2 separate regions of the Gossypium hirsutum genome follow, and region 1 is linked to region 2. Evidence: chromatin contacts called from public Hi-C data. All regions are on one chromosome and are shown on one strand. The core of a region is the stretch at or near the end of the contact, and the rest is flanking DNA. Distances in the headings are between cores, read along the strand shown. Region 1 holds the start of LOC121218634. Region 2 holds the start of LOC107962413 (Golgi SNAP receptor complex member 1-1).

The links. A called contact is a pair of places that touch in the nucleus more often than the background predicts.
Region 1: a Hi-C map of leaf shows a contact between it and region 2, with 2.3 times the contacts expected there. The contact joins the promoter of LOC121218634 here to the promoter of LOC107962413 in region 2. A contact is called at or near these places in 2 of 34 Hi-C or Micro-C datasets (hypocotyl and leaf).

What each region holds. Positions count from the first base shown.
Region 1 is chrD06:63,941,688-63,946,113 of Gossypium_hirsutum_v2.1, reverse strand. LOC121218634 reads left to right here and starts at 2,982. Exons shown (of 5, transcript XM_041096173.1): 1 at 2,982-4,060. The coding sequence starts at 3,139.
Region 2 is chrD06:63,682,924-63,687,912 of Gossypium_hirsutum_v2.1, reverse strand. It overlaps LOC107962413 (Golgi SNAP receptor complex member 1-1), which reads right to left and starts at 1,386. Exons shown (of 5, transcript XM_016898797.2): 1 at 1,186-1,386. The coding sequence starts at 1,224. It overlaps LOC107962412 (probable CCR4-associated factor 1 homolog 6), which reads right to left. Exons shown (of 2, transcript XM_016898796.2): 1 at 4,895-4,989; 2 at 3,773-4,801. The coding sequence starts at 4,734. The coding sequence ends at 3,910.

The DNA of each region.
Region 1 (4,426 bases), core at 1,733-4,232, 260 kb before region 2:
CCGAATTGAGATCCGTTAATTTTATCTAAAACTAGACTCACATATCTTCTTACATAAAAATTTCAGAATTTTTGGTTCAGCCAATAAGTACAGTTTATTCTTTAAAGTCATCCTTGTTCTGCTGTCTTACAATTTCGACCCTTCTTCACTAAAAATTAATTATTTCCTAGTACAGAATTCGGATGATGTTACCGTTTGTTTCTATTGAAAATAGACTCATTAAGAATTTAAAAATATAAATTTAAGCTCCTAATTATTTTTCTCCAATTTTTTATGATTTTCCAAAGTCAGAATAGGGGAACCCGAAATCATTCTAACCTTGTCTCACAAATTTTATTATATCTCATGATTTACAATTCCAGTACTTACACCGTTTCTTCTATGAGAAACTATACGCAATAAGATTTAATTCCATATTTTTTTCATCCTCTAATTCGATTTCCACAATTTATGTTGATTTTTCAAAGTTAACCTACTGCTGCTGTCCAAAATTGTTTTAGTGCAAGATGTTGATTACTAAGTTTATAACTCCCTTATTCCCATCACTTTCACTTATTTTCCTTCACTAATATATCAAGAACACAAGACCTTATATAAGAAAACTCTACTATAACATCATTTCCATGCTTTTTCAATAATATCAAACTTAAAAATGTATTGAAATCTTGATGTTCTTACCTTGTTCTATTAGTTTCAAACTTTAACTTGATTTTCTCTCTCCTCCAGTTTCTATTTCTTGAATCTAACTTGATATTTTAGCTCCCCACAGTCTCCTTGTTATCTTTCATTCTTGATGGATATGGAAATTCTTTTGATTTATCAGTGAAAATGGTGAGTATTTTGTGAAATGACCAAATTGTAAAGAAAGTAAAACTTTCTTTCTTTCTCTCTTTGCATGGGAAAAATGGTGGGATGGTGGCTTTTTTTTTCTTTCTTTCCACATATATATATACTAAATAAAAATAAAATATCATTAAAAAAATCAAATCAAATATTATAAATTAATATTTATTTATTTATTTATCTAAAATATTTCCAACATCATCATTGCCTTCTAGATTTCTCTCTCCTTCTAATTGACCATTTTGTCCTTCATGATCTTTTAAAATTCCATCATTGAGTCATCACTTAATTTAGTAAAATTACAATTTAGTCCTTCATAATTCTTCACTTATTCAATTTGGTCCTAATTAATCCATTTTCCTTAGTTTCTAGATCATTCCACCCTTAAAATATTTGCACAACTAATCCTTCAACTTTTTTATATTTACACTTTAACCCTCAAATTTTAAATATTTACTCCTGGGTAACAAAACTTTTCTCACTTTTGCGAATTAGTCCTTTCTTGCATTAATATGTCATAATATACTTCCCAATGTTGACATAAATCAAAATTTTGCTTTTTGTCACTTTGTTTCATTATTTTACTATATCAAGTATACTTACTTTCTTACTGTAGTAATTTTCGGGATATTACAAATAATATCTTATTATTTTAAATTATTTTGTTATTTAAATTAAATCAATTTATATTCACATACAATGCACGTGATATTGAATACTAGTTAAAAGGAAATGAGTGACCTAGTGGTGCCTAACAAAGAAAACAATAAGAAAAATAGAGGGCTAAAGATGAGCCTAAGCCTAACTAAGGGTGGGTTTGGATGGGCGATTGGGTGCGGTGCGTTTAGTTTTCTTTTTGTCTCACGCTACAGTATCGCTACAGTGTCTAATCTCACCACCACCGCTGTTTTTACACTAATTGCAAGTAAACGCACCGCCCATCCAAACTCACCCTAAGGCAAACAATAAGAGCACAACCTTAGCTAGCCACCTTGACAAGAAGGGGATGGCATTGAGGTTGAATAATATATATTTATTTTATATATTATAAATGTATTTTAATTAATTTAAAAAATATTAAATTAATTCAAAATTTTTTTACCAAAATCATTTAAAAATTAAAAAATTAGTAACTGATCAAAATAATTAATAATACTGAACTGTTCAAACCGAATTTGACTAAATCGATTAGATTGAATTTTTGGGTTCTAACCAAAATTTCTCTCTTATTTGAAAAATTGACACTAATGGTATATTTTCCATCAAGTCTATTTACCATATTTTTTAGAATCTTAACCAAAATGAGAATAATTCGAAGGACCTATCGAGAAAAGTTTGGATGAACCTTTGCAAGCTTAAATTTCCATTCAAACTAATTATATGCTTGTGGAAGTTCAATAAAGGAGGAACTGAAAAGAAGATCAATCAACTTGACCTTTACAACTCGATTATGGAAGCAAGAGACAAGCAAATATTGATCTTCAAAAGTAGGAAACAAAGTGCTAATAACACTAATTCAACGAAAACATGAGTTAGTGAAAGTATATATATTATTTGAAATCTCTCCCTAACAATTGTTTACCCCAACTTTTAACCACATCAAAGTATTCAAAGAAATATTTTGTTATGATAATATCAATTAGGGGTGAGTATTCGATCGAGCCGAGTAAAAAAAATTCGAGTAAAGTCAAGTCGAGTTAACGAATCCTATTATTTATACTAGTAGACAAAGTATAAGATTATTTAACTACATAAACAATATAATGATTTTGTCTTTTAACTTAATGGTTTTGACTTTTAATTTTAGAAAAGGTAAACATTTATCAAAACGGCGTAGTTTTGTCATTTATTATTTAGATTTTTGGATAACTCGAATTGTGTAATTCATATCAATTCGAGTTAAACTAAAAATTTTGATTTTTTATTCAAGTTGATCTGAATAACTCGATTAACTCAAATAACTCAAATTATTTAGTTCAAAATTTAAATTTTTATTGAGTTTTTTGAATCGAATCGGATTTTACTCACCCTTAATATCAATAGAAGAAGAAAAATTCCCAATAAAAAAAACTATGAAGTGGACAAAAAATAAAAAACCAACAAATTACAATATAAAAATAAACAAAAGGAGTAAAAAAGAATGGGAGAAAATCCAGCCATGATACCCAGCCTGGATGTCAAGCTGGGCTATTACCCAAAAAGAGAGGCGGCTCAGTCCAAACCCTAAACCCCTTTCAATTATCTCCATCTCCCCCCAAACCCTAAAAACAGTTCTCTTTCAATCCCCCCATAGCTATGGCACTCCTTCTCGCCAGATCCAGACGCAGATCCCTCGCCAACCCTTCACTCTTCCACCTTTACTCCACTTCTTCAAATGACCCAAACAACGATGACGCCACCACGAACGGCAACCACACCGCCAATAATCCCCCTTCAGTCTCTTCTTACTTCGGCGATGTCAAAACTGACCAACACCAACAAAGACCCAGAAACCCCACAAATCCTTCGACTCCCAATTCCAAACCTATGTCAGTAAGCGCTTCCTTACTGGAAATCCGTAAGAATCTCTCCGAGTTCCGCCGACGTTCCGCGGTGCCGTCTTCTGCTGAGCCCATTCCTACACCATCACAATCACAACCACATATTTCGTTCCAAGAATTATTCAAACGAAACGCCTTAGCTAAACAAGGGGAGTCCAACGAAAGTCCTGATGGTTTTGGTACTAGTGGGAAACGGGCGATGGAAACTTTAAGGAACAGTCTGCGGCACATGAAACAGAATTCTGAGGCGAATAACAACGTGGAGGGAAGATCAGGTCCATTAATCTCTTTATCGGCATTTAAGAATGATTTAAAGTTGAAGCCTTCAGCTGACAGAGTGGTCTCCCCGGTGATTGGTGGGACTTCGACTGAACTACCGGCCTCGATTTTCGAGAGGGAGATGAAAGGTAAGGCTAAAGGAGGAGAGACTGCAATGAGGACAGAGTTTGTTAGGATGTACGGTTATGAAGAGTTAGGGCAGAGGTTGAAGGAATTACGGCCGCCGGATAAGGAGGGTGGGTTTTCATTGCAGGAGTTGAATGAAAGGTTGATAAAGTTAAGGGCAATCGAAGAGAAGGAAACCGATGTGCGGATCAGTGGGGTTAACTTCACGGATTTAAGGGATGGCTTGTACACTTTGAAGAGGTTTGACGAAGAAAAACAGAAAAATAAATTAGGTAACTTTTCGACTTAACAGTAGACATAAGGTATTTGTGTTTGTTTCAATGACTATTAGGTCAAAGTGATAAAGCACCAAGCTTGACTGTGAATTATGTGAATGATTGTCATAAGCTTGAAGTCTGAGTTCTGTTATGAAATAGGGTTAAAAGAATCTTATAATTCCGTAGTCGGTGGCAATTAGGCGAAAAAGGGAACTTGCTAAGTTCGATTGTCAATAATGTGAATGAATGTCAGACTGGAAGTCTGGGATTTGTTATGAAATGGGAGTAGAAAAGAGCATAAGTGGTAAAGCCCCTTTCTTGAATTAAAAGTTCCTAGTGCAGAGAACTCAAAGATGATTCTTGGTGATTTTTAGTTATGAA
Region 2 (4,989 bases), core at 137-2,636:
ATCCTTGCAGACTAGGAACCTAATGATTTTCAGGCAAGCCTTCACACCCACCGTCAAATTTCAAACGGAACTCTACATCAAAATATGGACTTACGCAGAAAAGTCATCTATTTATATTTTTTATAAAATCCTGTTTACCTTATTCAGGGAAGGCAATCAATTAACTCTTATCAGCCATCACTCTGATCTACATCAGTTACGATAGCAAACTAATCGAACACTGATATCATCATATTTAACTGAACGACATCATTAGTACCTCGAATTTTAGTTGCCAGCAAGTAATTTGACACAAGGTTAAATTGGATTTAGTTTTATTATATTGCAATATCAACCACACAGAAAATCCAGAAGATAAAGTAAATATTTTAACAAAGAAATACAACATTCGTCTTCATCAATTGCTATAGGAAACTTCCAGCATTTCCTCCTCACAGGTAAACTCCCATTCTCAGCAGAAAAGATAAATTTGGAAAAAAAAAAAACTTCATCTATTTGTAATTAGAGATGAAACTAGATTCACAGACACCATAGACCGGACCATTCATTTAGAGCAAAAAATATGCGAAGGAAAGACAAAACAGAAACACATGAAACCTAGGTTAACTGGTGTCAGATATGAGTATGTGTTAAACAAACTATGCCCATTTGTTCTAAGCTTTTTCATATATTAGGAGAATTATACCCCCACGGCCCACAGATCTCTCAAAATTAAAATGAACAAACAAAATGTGCAACAAGTTTTAGTAAAACAGTAAATCTTAGCTAAATCTCTAATTAGTATAAACAGTTCCAGAGTTGGAAATTAACAAAAAGTTTTAATTTTTCTGTACAAGCAACAAATACATAATCTATATTTGTTTCCCCAATAATATTACCCAAATAGGGGAAAAAACAGGTTCAGTACATTGAATTTCCAGATTTCGATTTCATTTGAACAAATTCCAATAAGAAAACTCAACTACTTCAAAAAAAAATGAAGAAATTTTGAAGATCTGATAGAACAAAAACAAAAAAAAATTCGTTTACTTCATTGAAATTTTCTAAAAATACCAAATAAAGAAACCTGAACTTCCTAAACAATTCACACCAAATTCAATCAAATCTAATAGAATTATATAACCCTAGGTTTTTCCGATGCCAAAATTTCTATATTTTTTCTAATCAAACAGAATCAAAACACACCTGTTTGCGTAGAGCATCCCATGAGACAGGCACTTCCATCGTAATCCACAGATCGATCGCTTAACAAATTCTTCTTCGTTCGATTTTTTTTTTTTCAAAGCCTTCGAAATTTCTTCTCTTTTTTTTTTTAAATTTTTGGAGGATTCTATTTATTTATTTATTTATTTACTTACGAGTTTTTCAACTATTTTGATTTGATATGTACAAACAAATATATATAAAAAAATTAAAAGGAAAAATAATTAAAAAAATATTTGAAGGACTAAAACGCTTCGTTTTGAAGAAGGCTGTAGGTTGAAGGGTTGTTTGGGGACAGGGATAGGTCGTCTGCTCTCTGAACCCAATCCTAACGGCAATTAGGTTCAAAGATTGATTTTAGGTTAAAATTTTCTATTAGTCCCTGTACTTTGCAAAAGTTATAGATTTAGTCCGTATATTTGATTAATTTTAGTCCCCTTGCATTTTGAATTTTGAAATTTTAGTTTTGGCCCAAATAATAACCGTTAAATATGTTTAATTAAATTCAATTGCTAGTCATGTACTATGTATACAGTTGTAGATTTAGCCAATATTCACCAATTAGATCATTTTAAGCCCCTATATTTTTTTTTTAAAATTTTAAAACTCCAATATTAATATAAATGATGGTCGTTAATCCATTGACTGGATTTTTAGTGAGAAATATGTGAAAGTAACAAATTAACATGGCATTATACATATGATAATATGTTTGCCGCATCAAATTTTAGAAATAGCATAACTTAATAAATTTAACAGTTATCATTTGGTGAGGACTGAAATTTTAAATTTTGAAAAGTACAATAACTAAAAATGACCAAATTAAAATATAAAGGCTAAATCCATGATTTTCATAAAAGTATAGGGACTAATGCCAAAATTTAACCTTAATATTATTATTTTTAAAATGCCATTTAAAACTTGAATTTAATAAATGTCATTGATATATAATTATTTGGAGGGTTTATAAAATAAAATTAAAATATACGCATGATGATATTTGAGCTCAAAACATTATTAATATATTTACTTTATCATTTAAAATAAAACCTTATTTATTAATTTATATTAATTTTATAAAAATATTTATTACATAATTTTATTTCTCATCTACATCGTAAAGGGTTTAAAGCGAGTTTTAATAGAATTATTATAATATTTTCTTTTTCTTTCATTACATTCAATAACCACTTAACCAACTATTTGATTTAGGTGGTTGATTTCTGTTTTGGTTAAAATAATTCATTGGGTAAGTTAAAATGATTAGTTATTGATTTAAGCAGGTTAGTTTAATGGTCAGAGTATTCACTGTCTCAAACTGCACTAATCATGTTCCTATTAAGGTTTTTCCCTCTTGTAATTCACCAAAAACAAAATTTTATTTAATATTTTAAATTACACCCCAGACTCTAACTCATCTTTTTTTAATTGAATCACTTCAAACCATCAAAAGTGTCAGTTCATATCTTAGAGAGTTTGATCAAATTGGTTCTTAATTTTGTTAGACCAACTCAGATTGGGTTTCTAAGCTATGAAAGGGAAATTACCCTCCAAAAGAATAGCTGGGTACAAGTTAATATCTAGTCCCTTGAGGAAGAGATAGCCTACTAAATTGATTACTTGGATTCGAGTACGAGTTTCGAATAAAGACATGTGTATCAGAAAATTTTCTAAATTTTTCCATGTATTTTAAGTATCATTCAAATTCATATACTCATATCTTTGTGTCCAACACAGATACTTCAAAAACAATAAAGAGTCCGAACAATACTAATACCTGAAAAGCAAGTAATTCAAAGAGAGATAACAAATGCCTTCCAAATAAGCCATTGTAGCCTAAATTCATCATATCATTGTCATCCAATTCTTTATGGACAGAAGCTATATATATATATAGCTATAAAGTACCTGAAAAGACTGACAATCAATGGAAAATGGGCATTAAGGTCCATGCAATGTTGGCCAATATCCACTAACATAGAACAGATACACAAGGAAAAGGTGGAAGAACAGGGATAAAGATGGACATCTAAGGGAAAGCTTATGCAAACATGTAATCTAAATGCAGGGAACTTTAAAGATTTGGATGGAAACATTCTAACTGTAAAAGTACTATGGAGGCTCTATACTAGGAGCCAGATTGCATTTTGCTCCGTTTACTCAAAAAATGGACAAATTAGCCCTTGTATACTAGATTAAAGAGCAAACTAATCCTTTCTATTAAACATCAGTTTTTAACAGTAAAAATGGATGAAAGTTTTAACAGAATGACACTTTGCTCTTTGATCTAATGTACAATGATTAATTTACCATTTTTGTGAGTAGAGGGGACAAAATGAAATCTGACTCCCCATTCTAACACTTTTGTAATGGACATCAAGCTTAGCAGCCTCAAAAGTAATGCATTGCTTTCAAAAGCTGCTCATAGAAGATGGCAAAAACACATTCTTAGCTAGAACAAGTATTGCTATCATCGAGATTAGATTCCATCATGTGATGCACCACTAACATGTATATAAACCACAAAAAGAATCTATGATGCAGAAAAAGAGAGAATCAAGGAGAACAATAAACATAAGAAATATTGATAAAAATTACGAAAATTGTTTGGCCAAAGCGTACATTGAAGTGCGGGGATACATCGCACACACTCGTACCGACAAACAAAACCTTTTTTCTTTAGTTTCTATTACTTTTTTTTCATTCTCAATACGTACTCTGTCCATTCTCAACACCTAAACCATATAACACACCGGAATACTTTTCCAACGAACCACTAAAGAAATTCTCCTTCAGTTTCCTGAATGTACAAGCCGTGAGCAAACTATCTGAACCTGCTTGATGACAAATCCCAACTCTTTCCACTTCCAATAACTCCGCGAGCTTATTCAATCCACCGTGCAAACTATTGCAAAACTTCATCAAATGTTTGATATCATACAAAGTGGGAAAGTAAATGTTTAGCAAACTAAAGAATCCAACTTGTGTATCTGGCAAATTCTGGCAAGTTAAGAGCTTAAGCAAATACCCGAAATCGTAACCACTATGGAAAGTAACCCAATGCACATTGTCATTCAAAACAATCCCTGATGACATTAAAAGTTCACCAAATCTCATTGCATCAATGCCCTTTTCATTGTTTTTCTTGAAATCAATCCCACTTTGTCTTAAAAGCTCGATAGAATCATTAGCGAACACATCTTTGTTGACGTTAAATTCGCGGAAATTGAATTGCCAAATGCAGTATTTATCAGTTCCACATGTAGGTAAGTTCCCTTTCTCATCTGAGAAAGTAAGACCTAATTGAACAAGTTTTAACATATCAACATTGTCTTTCAAAGTTTGATAGTGATAATCATAACTGCTTTTGAAATAACCTACGGGACGTAATACAATGCCTGGGAATTCAGTATCCATGGCAACATAAGGATAATCATCAACTATTTCACGAATCAAAGCAAATTCTTCCTCAACGTTATCATCCCATACCTCACGGATATGAATTGAATCGCTCTTTGGCAATAAAGACATCACTTGAAAACCCAAAAGAGAAATTTTATAAAAGATTCGGATTCAATTTGAAGAAGAAAACACAAATCTGCAAAAATTATAATAAATTTTAAGGCTACAAATCATCTAAATAATGAACCCAGAAATGAATCTCGAACAATAACACGAAAGAGAAACTTACCTTGAATTGGGGGAAATTTTGGGGTTTTTTTTTCTAGGGAAACAAACACAGAAAGGCGAGTTCTAGAGAGAGAAAATTCCTGAAAGTTCTTTCCT